Regions from separate parts of the Mus musculus genome. Here regions 1 and 2 are each linked to region 3. Evidence: chromatin contacts called from public HiChIP or PLAC-seq and Micro-C data. All regions are on one chromosome and are shown on one strand. The core of a region is the stretch at or near the end of the contact, and the rest is flanking DNA. Distances in the headings are between cores, read along the strand shown. Region 1 overlaps Gm13986 (predicted gene 13986). Region 2 overlaps Gm13986 (predicted gene 13986). Region 3 has its middle 52 kb from the start of Gm32210.

Region 1 (3,028 bases), core at 186-2,685, 350 kb before region 3:
AGCTCAATTAGTCCCCAGCTTCAGCCCCTCAGGATTCTTTGAAACTTTTTAAAGTCTGCTGCATCTTCCTCATCCTTTATATAGGAATTTATACATATGCATATATGGGTATATTAACTGTGTGATGTGTAATGAATGTGCAGTCTTAAAGTTAGTATTAGTAATTAAGATTGGAATAAAAGAACCTAGGTTTGTCTTGGTTGGTTATCAAAGAAAGTAGCATGATTTGGGAAATTGCTGCCAAGGAAACCATCCTATTTTGTGAATTTGCTGTTACTAAAAATGCTAACATTGTAGAAAAACAAAAGTATTTATGTGTTTCTACCATTGTGTAATGAAGCAGATTACTAAGTTTTTTCTTCTTTGCCCATCAAAGCAGCATTAGAATAAGAATCTGTCAAATCTGTGTTGGGGATGTTAGATCAGAACAGGCTTCTTATTAGTCTTTGGGGCAACTGTGATGTTGGGAGCCACATGTCCATCCTAAATAGGCACAATCTATCTTTAGGGTAACTTCTCACTGTCTTCTCCCCTTTTATATTGGGAGCCCTACAGATCACTCTCATGTAACATGTAGCATTTTGGTCTCCAACTACATGTTGGATGCAGTGTTAGGTTGTGGGTAGGCATCCAAAGATATACAGGCCTAAACAATTGTGCCATCAAGGAGTTGAAAATCTAGCCAGGGAGATAACATTAATTATTTAGTGTAACCATGTACACTGCTTTTGTAATAGTACCACTTAGAAATTGCAATTAGGTGCATTATAAGACAATTTAGAAAACACTCAGCAACTAATGACCCTAGGTAGTCATTCTCCAAATAGCCATGTAGACATCACCCTTTAATTACAGTGCTGTGAGTCTTTACTGGCAAAGTCATGAGATGATACACTGGCAGTCTACCTGAGCTATTAGCTAGAAACGTTTTTCCTGAGGACACAGACTTTAGAATACAACTTGCAGAATAAAGAAAAGTTGGCTGCAGGAAAAGGAGGGCAAGATGAGGACTACAGCCATCCTGGCAGAGGCAACAGAATGAGCAAAGGTCCTGGAGGTCTTTGAGACCAAGTTGCAGTGGAGATTTGTAAGCTCTTTCAAAGGTCCTCTAAATTCTCTGCTCAGTCTTTTCAATCAAAGAGGGTTCATTGTGTTTTCAGCTCCCCTGCACACTTATATTTCTAGCTCCCCCACCCCCCTTTTCTGTCTCCTCTGTTCTTACTTCTATGTCCACACTGGTCAGCTGCCACATAAAGTCTATGTGTTTACCAGCTTTTTCTCTGACCCTGCTCAGCAGAGTTCTAGTAGAAGTTGTATGTGTCTAGACAAAAGATTGGACAGTCTTTGTGAAGGTAAATGTTTCAGGTCTGACTCAAACGGACGGAGAGCCAAGAAGGGGATGATAAGGCTGATGGGAACGATCTCCTTAATGAATAGCAATAAAACACAACCCAATGGTGAAGGCGAGTAATAGCCTTGGCGTTTCCTGTGGCTGAGGCCCCAGACAGGCTCACGGCAGCTTCTGGGGCTAAGATGCTGGGAGGTTATTTCATTTCCTCTTGCCTTAGTGTTTAACACTTGCCTTTCTCTCCTCTAATCTCTCTTCCCAATGCCTCAGGCTCTGAGCAGTGACTATTTAGTTTTCCAGTGGAAATATTGTCTGTTTTAAGTAGGATAAAATGTCCAGGTTATATAGTACCTAGGTGTGAAGATTATTAAATAAAGGTATCTTTTCTGTTATCTTAAAAAAAAACCCACCTCTTTGAACTAGGTGTGTTTATTTATAAGATGGCTGGAAAGCAGAATCTATGATGGAATTAAAGGCTGGTCAAGTATCAGGTTACAAATTATGTGGGAAGGTGGACATTGAGAGAAAACCTCTCCACTCCCCGAGTCATCTCCAGGTGGTGTGTTATCCATGGTGGAGGAGTTTACAACTTAGGTGTGTATAGGACACCTCCTCCTAAGGGCACAATGTAGGAATAATCTTCCCAGAAATTGGGGATAGAAGTAAGCTTTAAGATAGCAGCCAAGAAACGTATTTGGATTTGTTTGTTTGTGTGTGTGTGCATGTGTGTGTACATGTGTGTGTGTATGTATTGGCTAGTTTTGTGTCAACTTGACACAGCTGGAGTTATCACAGAGAAAGGAGCTTCAGTTGAGGAAATGCCTCCATGAGATCCAACTGTAAGGCATTTTCTCAATTAGTGATCAAGGGGGAAAGGCCCCTTGTGGGTGGGACCATCTCTGGGCTGGTAGTCTTGGTTTTATAAGAGAGCAGACTGAGCAAGGCAGGGGAAGCAAGCCAGTAAAGAACATCCCTCCATGGCTTCTGCATCAGCTCCTGCTTTCTGACCTGCTTGAGTTCCAGTCCTGACTTCCTTTGATGATGAACAGCAGTATGGAGGTGTAAGCGGAATAAACCCTTTCCTCCCCAACTTGCTTCTTGGTTATGATGTTTGTGCAGGAATAGAAACCATGACTAAGACAGTGTATAAGATACGTTGTTTGCTTTTACTGAGTATTCAAGAGGGCATCTTGGGTACCACACAGCAGCTCCTCATTGCCATCCATCACCTGGGAAGCTAAAAGATGCTCTTGGAATCTAGTTCTGTTTTCAGAGTGTGTGGCTATAGATGCTTTAGAGAGAACATTAGAGTATAGAATGGGGGGTGGGGTGACTCTGAGAGGCTGGATTCCACAGGCTGGGAGTTAGTGCGACTATCTTACAGCACCTCACCTGTGACTGAGACATTTCTGAATATTAAAAGATGAGCTGAAGTTGATCAATTAAGACAATAACATCTCATGCATGTGAGTTTGATATCGTGTCTTTCTTTTTCCCTTTCTCTTTTCTTCACTTGCTGTTTAGAAACATTGAAGTGGAACAAAGTGGATTCTGTAGTTAGACTAGGTTCCATATTTGAGCTCATCCATTTGTAGTCTGAAGTTCAGTTTTCCTATTGATTAAATGCAGCTAGAAACATTTAGACTGTAGATGTTTCCTGAGGCTTACCCACCGAGTAAC
Region 2 (2,700 bases), core at 182-2,681, 300 kb before region 3:
TGTTTCAGTTTCTGCCTATTATGCCCAAGGCTGCTATGAACATAGTTGAGAAAGTGTCCTTGTGGGATGGTAGAGCATCTTTTGGGTAACATACCCAGGAGTAGTATAACTGGGTCTTAAGGTAGAACTATTCCCAATTTTCTGAGAAACTGCCAGACTGATTTCCGGAGTGGTTGTACAAAATTTGCATTTTCCTCTACAGACAACTAGTTAGACCAGCACCATTTGTTAAAGACACTTTCTTTGTTCCTTTGTATGGTTTTGGCTTCTTTGTCAAAAACCAAGTATCTGTAGGTATGTGGATTTGTTTTGGGGTCTTCAATTCTATTCCCTTAATTTATCTTTTTTAATGCCAATACCATGCATTTTTATTACTATTGCTCTGTAGTACAGCTTGAGATCAGGGATTGTGATACCCTGAGAAGCTCTTTTATTATATAGGATTATTATTATTATTATTATTTTGCTATCCTGGGTTTTTTATTTTTCCATATGAAATTGAGAATTGATCTTTCAAGGTCTATGTTAGAATTTTGATACTTTATGTTTGTGTAGCTTGGTGTTTTGTTGAACTTCTAACAGTGGCAGTGAGGAGTGTCTGACTCTTTTGCTTGTGCTTGGGACCCTTTTCCTCCTACTGGCTTGCCTCATCCAGCCTTGATATGAGGGTTTAGGTCTAGCTTTGTTGTGTCTTGTTAGGCCATGTAGGGAGGATATCCCTGGGATGCCTGCTCATTTTTGTTAAAGGGAAATGGAAGAGGAGTGGATCTGAAGGAGAAAAGAAGGGAGGAGAGGGACTGGGATTAGTGGATGGAGGGCAAACTGCATTCAAAATGTAATGTGTGAGAGAAGAATATAAGAAAATAAATAAATAACCTAGAAAATTTCAAGCCTGTACTGCTTGAGTGAGCAGAAACTAACTTATTTTGGGGTGTGTGGGGGAAAGAGGTTGGCACAGAGTTGGTATGGATAAGGCAGGAAGTGTACAAACCACAGGTTGGCACAAGCCTGTGAAAGCCATCTGCATGTCTTCAGACACCCCCAAAGGCATTTGTCACCCTGCCCCCACTTCCCTCCCAAAGCTGAAAGCCTGTGCATGTGCCCCAGGGATTGGGATCCCAGGAATGTACCTCATGCTAATAATCCTATAATCTTCTTGGGCTGGGCAGAGAGCAGAGGTATTCCCAAATAGGACAGTGCACTCGAGGTCTGCACGTTTTTGTGAAGTCAGGAGAGGAAAATGTATAATGAGAAAATATTCACAATTTTTATTCCTTTCCCTGGCTCTTTCCTTTCTCATTTTCTTCTTTCTTTTTCATTTCTCATGTACATCTTGTGGGATGGCATCTTGGCTCTAGTTCAGGTACATTGCAGTGTGGTGGTGGAGAAGGCCTGCGGTTAGCTAGGTTATCCTGAACAACAACAAAGAAACTAAATACCCACTTGGAGGTGGTCCAGATGTTTCCCAGCGAGTCTTGCCCTGCTATAAGGCACAGAAAGCCCATGCAAAGGAGCCTGGAAATGTGGTTAGACCTATTTATTTTTCAGCACAGGGGGAAATTAAAAGCAGAAATCTGAATTGCCATTGAGAGTTAATTCTGAGTTAATTAATCCAGGGAGCGACTGCCACAAGGACAGCTCAGTCTGTCTAAACCTGGGGCAAGAGAGCAGGGCCCACAGTCATCCTCCTGTTGCAGTGTTCCTGGGGAGCTTTTTGCTGTCTTAGCACACCTGGCTGTACAGATGGACTGTGCACACCTACTTTCTTGTCATGGAGTTATACAGTCATTGGTGGCTAGCAGGAAGCTATAAAGTGATAAATGACAGAAAATGAAAAAACTTATAAAGGATGGTAATTTGTAATAAGACCACGATATCTTAGTACACTTAGAGGTGAGTTTTAAAATCCTCTCTTTTCTAGTTCACTACACACAGAGGTTACAACTGGCTTAATGCCACCAGTGCCTGGCACACTGAAATCATCAATCAATGAACGGAGACTATTTTAATCTCTTTGTTCTTGAACTTTCTTTTCAGAGATCTTTGTTGAGGTTGTAGAAGTCTCCATGAGAGAATATTTATAACAGTCTCAGGTACTTTTATATTTTAAGCATATTTTAATGCATTTTACTTTAGAACTTAACTGCTGTTGGATACCTCTGTTCTGCTCTGTTCTCTGTAAAGCAAGGTGTGTGTGTGTGTGTGTGTGTGTGTGTGTGTGTGTGTGTGTGATACTCTCAATTGTGAGAGATCCAAGTGGGACACTACAAGCCCTGTGTAAATGAAAGAGTCACACAGTGGACTTTGTTGCAGAGGCAACAGTGTGAGTGATCCCTATACAATGCAGACATTTCCTTGTTATTCCTCCTTTTGCTGATGCCTCCCCTCCCATCTCTCTGCTTTTGTTTTTCTGTAATTTTTAATTTTAGAAATGTAGAACTCAAAAGCATGGGATTTTTTGCATCCTTTTTTCTTGCTTAGGTTGCCAGTGCATTTTCTTTTTCTTCTCTCTTTCGTCTGCTCTCTATCTTCTCTGTCTCTGTCTCTGGGTGTGCATTCTTCCTCTCTTTATTTCCTCATTACTGCTTCTTCAATAAGACATTTTAGATATGTTTCCTCTATGAAAACTTCATATAAAAAATACTGTGTCTAGTGTCATTGGCTCTTCTACAAACCTTTAAAAAAATTGTCCTTTCCAAG
Region 3 (2,764 bases), core at 250-2,749:
AAAATCGATGTGCAGGTACATGTGCCTGTGAACTCAGATCTGGCTAGGTGGTGATGCAGCTTTGCCCAAATCAGTAAACTTCAGGTTCAATGAAAGGGGGAGGGGATGGGGACGGGGAGGAGGAGGAGGAGGAGGAGGAGGAGGAGGAGGAGGAGGAGGAGGAGGAGGAGGAGAAGGAGAAGGAGAAGGAGGAGAAGGAGAAGGAGAAGGAGAAGGAGAAGGAGAAGAAGAAGAAGAAGAAGAAGAAGAAGAAGAAGAAGAAGAAGAAGAAGAAGAAGAAGAAGAAGAAGAAGAAAGAGAGAGAGAGAGAAAAGAGAGAGAGGGAGGAAGAAAGGGAGAAAGAAAGAAAGAAAGAAAGAAAGAGAGAGAGAGAGAGAGAGAGAGAAAGAAAGAAAGAAAGAAAGAAAGAGAGGGAAGGAGAGGGAGGGAGGAAGAGAGAGGGAGAGAGAGAGAAAGAAAGAAAGAAAGAAAGAAAGAAAGAAAGAAAGAAAGAAAGAAAGAAAGAAAGAGAAAGAAGAGGAGAAAGAGGAAGAAAAGAATGAGGAGAAGGTGGGAGGAGACGGAGGAGGAAGAAGATTGAGGAAGGTCCCCAGTATCAACCTGTGCTTCTTCACACACTATGTGAAAGCATACACTCAACATAAATTTTTTTTTCAAAAAAGAAATGTGCTTTAAGTCTATGTTCTCTAGACAGGTGGATCTCTGTGGAGCTCAGCCTGATCTACATAGTAAGTTGTAGGACAACTAAGGGTCTGTGGGAAAATGTTCTTTAAGGATACTGTTATTTAAATCTTAGCTATTTAGCAATAGCATCTTGCCCAAATTACAATGACAACTGAGCATAATGAAGACATTATAAGTAGTGAACAATTACCTAACATTTAAATAACATGGTTTGAACGCATCCTTCCCATGTCTGCTCTTGGTCTCACCTGTCAGTCTCCTCTTGAATTTTAGCTAAACACAGGAAATGCATAGGGAATGATTTTCTCAAGTACCCACTGCCAGAGTGTGTGTCCCAGGAATCACTTCCCTTCCCATTCCTCTAAGTGCCTAACGTGATCCTCACAGCAGTGGGCACAGATTTCCCTCTGGAGGGGAAACTTGCTACTTTAGTTCTCACTCGTCAAAGCCAGCATAGCCTGGACATCTCTCTTCACTAACGCCTGCCCCCATCAGATGCCCATCAAATGAACAGAGGCCACAGGTCAGAAGGAATGCCAACAATGCAGATAAATCCTGATAACTGGTGGCGGAATGAATGAAGCCACATAACCAGGAAGGTAGCTGTCAAAGTGAGCAAAGGCTTTGGGGGAAACTTGGCTACAGTGACTGTAACTTACAGCACCTTTCGCCTGAGCCAAACAGGCTGCTATTTCATAGCTAAAGTCCTCACAGGCATGGGACAAATTCCTTTGTTCTTTGTGAGCTGCTTAGCAAGGTAAAGCCATCCCCTGTGGCTGCTGGAAATGGAAGTAGTCATGCATTTTCACCAATAGGAATGCATTCAAATGGCTGTGGGGGAGCTGCTGAGCCAAGCCAGGGCATTGAAGAACCCTCTGACTTCTTATGGGGATGGATCTGTTGACTGGTTTCACACTCAGAGTTTCATAGTCAAATAAATCTCACAAATCAACTTTTTTAACATAACTATTTCAGAACAATCATTGCCTGCTACCTACTTTCAGGCTGGCAAGGGCCCAGGAAAAGTCCACAGACAGAAATGGGAAGAGTGGGATTCTATCATAACTCTGGACTCCACCTCTGACCTGCTGGTTGACTGGACTCTGCATTCACTGTCAGCCAAGTTCTGCATCCCATGGTCAAGCTCAGCTCTGACTGGATTTTTCTTTCACTCTCCAGTGTAATTGTAGAACAGCTGGTGTCCTGCTGATCCCAACCAGAGGTGGGAAACATCCTTGGCTTAGGGACAGGAGCTTCCCAGTCCTGTAAAAGAACAATAGAAATTCCAGGAAAGGCTGAGGAGGAGAGTCATGAGGCTCTGTGTCTGACATGGCATTCCATGTGTGTGTGGAATGCATTTCCATGTAAAATAGAGTTTGAATATTTGGAGAAAAACATTAGAGAATGGTGAGAGTTTACTCTCATTAACAGCCTTCACTCAGGAATCTTGACTCTTCCACACACTATTAACAAATGTGAAGATCATGCTTTAGAACACAGAGTTCAGAATCAGTACAGTGTTCCTTAAATCCCAAAGTTCCATCCATCATTAACTGAAGACCAAAGGGAGAGAAGCTTAACATTTGTACTCTGCCCAGCTTGCTGAGAAGTTAGATCATAACTCAGCTATCTTTCCACTGTGAGCCTTCACAATAGCCCCTTTACCTATGTTTCCAGTGGTTTTAATTTAGAAACCATATGATATATTTGACATAAATGCCAAGGAGATTGTAGGTAATTGTTGATCATTGGCAGTAAACCAGACATAGGGCAATTATGTATCTTGACAAAGTTAATAATTGGGCTGATAATGAGCTTAAAACAGAATCACATTTTTACTTTGTGCCTCCTGTTCTGAGTCATGCGAATAACGTCTTGAATGACTCCCTGCCATGAGTTTATGATCTGTACCAAAGGAAGTCTAATAGCTCTTTTTACTCTCCTATGTTTAATATGAGAGCATTCTCAAGCAAAGTCTGGGCAATTATTAGTATAACAATTATTAATTTATGAAATGCTTAAAATTCTGGAATTTAAATGTGGGGATGTGTAATTATGTTAGGCATAGCTTTTACTGTGG

Evidence for each region. Hi-C and Micro-C count contacts between places; a contact is called where the count stands out from the background. HiChIP or PLAC-seq counts read pairs in DNA pulled down with a chosen protein or histone mark.
Region 1: a contact with region 3 is called in a Micro-C map of embryonic fibroblasts, with 4 times the contacts expected there. The contact joins two enhancer-like sites.
Region 2: an H3K27ac HiChIP or PLAC-seq map of embryonic fibroblasts shows a contact between it and region 3, with 3 times the contacts expected there. The contact joins two enhancer-like sites. A contact is called at or near these places in 3 of 484 Hi-C or Micro-C datasets (adipose-derived mesenchymal stem cells, myocytes and tail fibroblasts) and 1 of 115 datasets of contacts at active chromatin or transcription factors (embryonic fibroblasts).

What each region holds. Positions count from the first base shown.
Region 1 is chr2:117,998,263-118,001,290 of GRCm38.p6, reverse strand. All of the region lies in intron 8 of Gm13986 (predicted gene 13986), which reads left to right. Among named protein-coding and RNA genes, the nearest start is that of Gm25308, 78 kb to the left of the region's middle. Within about 2 kb of position 1,435, at least 26 of the 459 cell types and tissues checked have an H3K27ac peak or open chromatin away from gene starts, as enhancers often do. A contact at or near this core is called in embryonic fibroblasts, where this site is marked.
Region 2 is chr2:117,949,887-117,952,586 of GRCm38.p6, reverse strand. All of the region lies in intron 8 of Gm13986 (predicted gene 13986), which reads left to right. Among named protein-coding and RNA genes, the nearest start is that of Gm25308, 130 kb to the left of the region's middle. Within about 2 kb of position 1,431, at least 50 of the 459 cell types and tissues checked have an H3K27ac peak or open chromatin away from gene starts, as enhancers often do. A contact at or near this core is called in embryonic fibroblasts, where this site is marked.
Region 3 is chr2:117,651,501-117,654,264 of GRCm38.p6, reverse strand. No RefSeq gene overlaps it. Among named protein-coding and RNA genes, the nearest start is that of Gm32210, 52 kb to the left of the region's middle. Within about 2 kb of position 1,499, at least 22 of the 459 cell types and tissues checked have an H3K27ac peak or open chromatin away from gene starts, as enhancers often do. A contact at or near this core is called in embryonic fibroblasts, where this site is marked.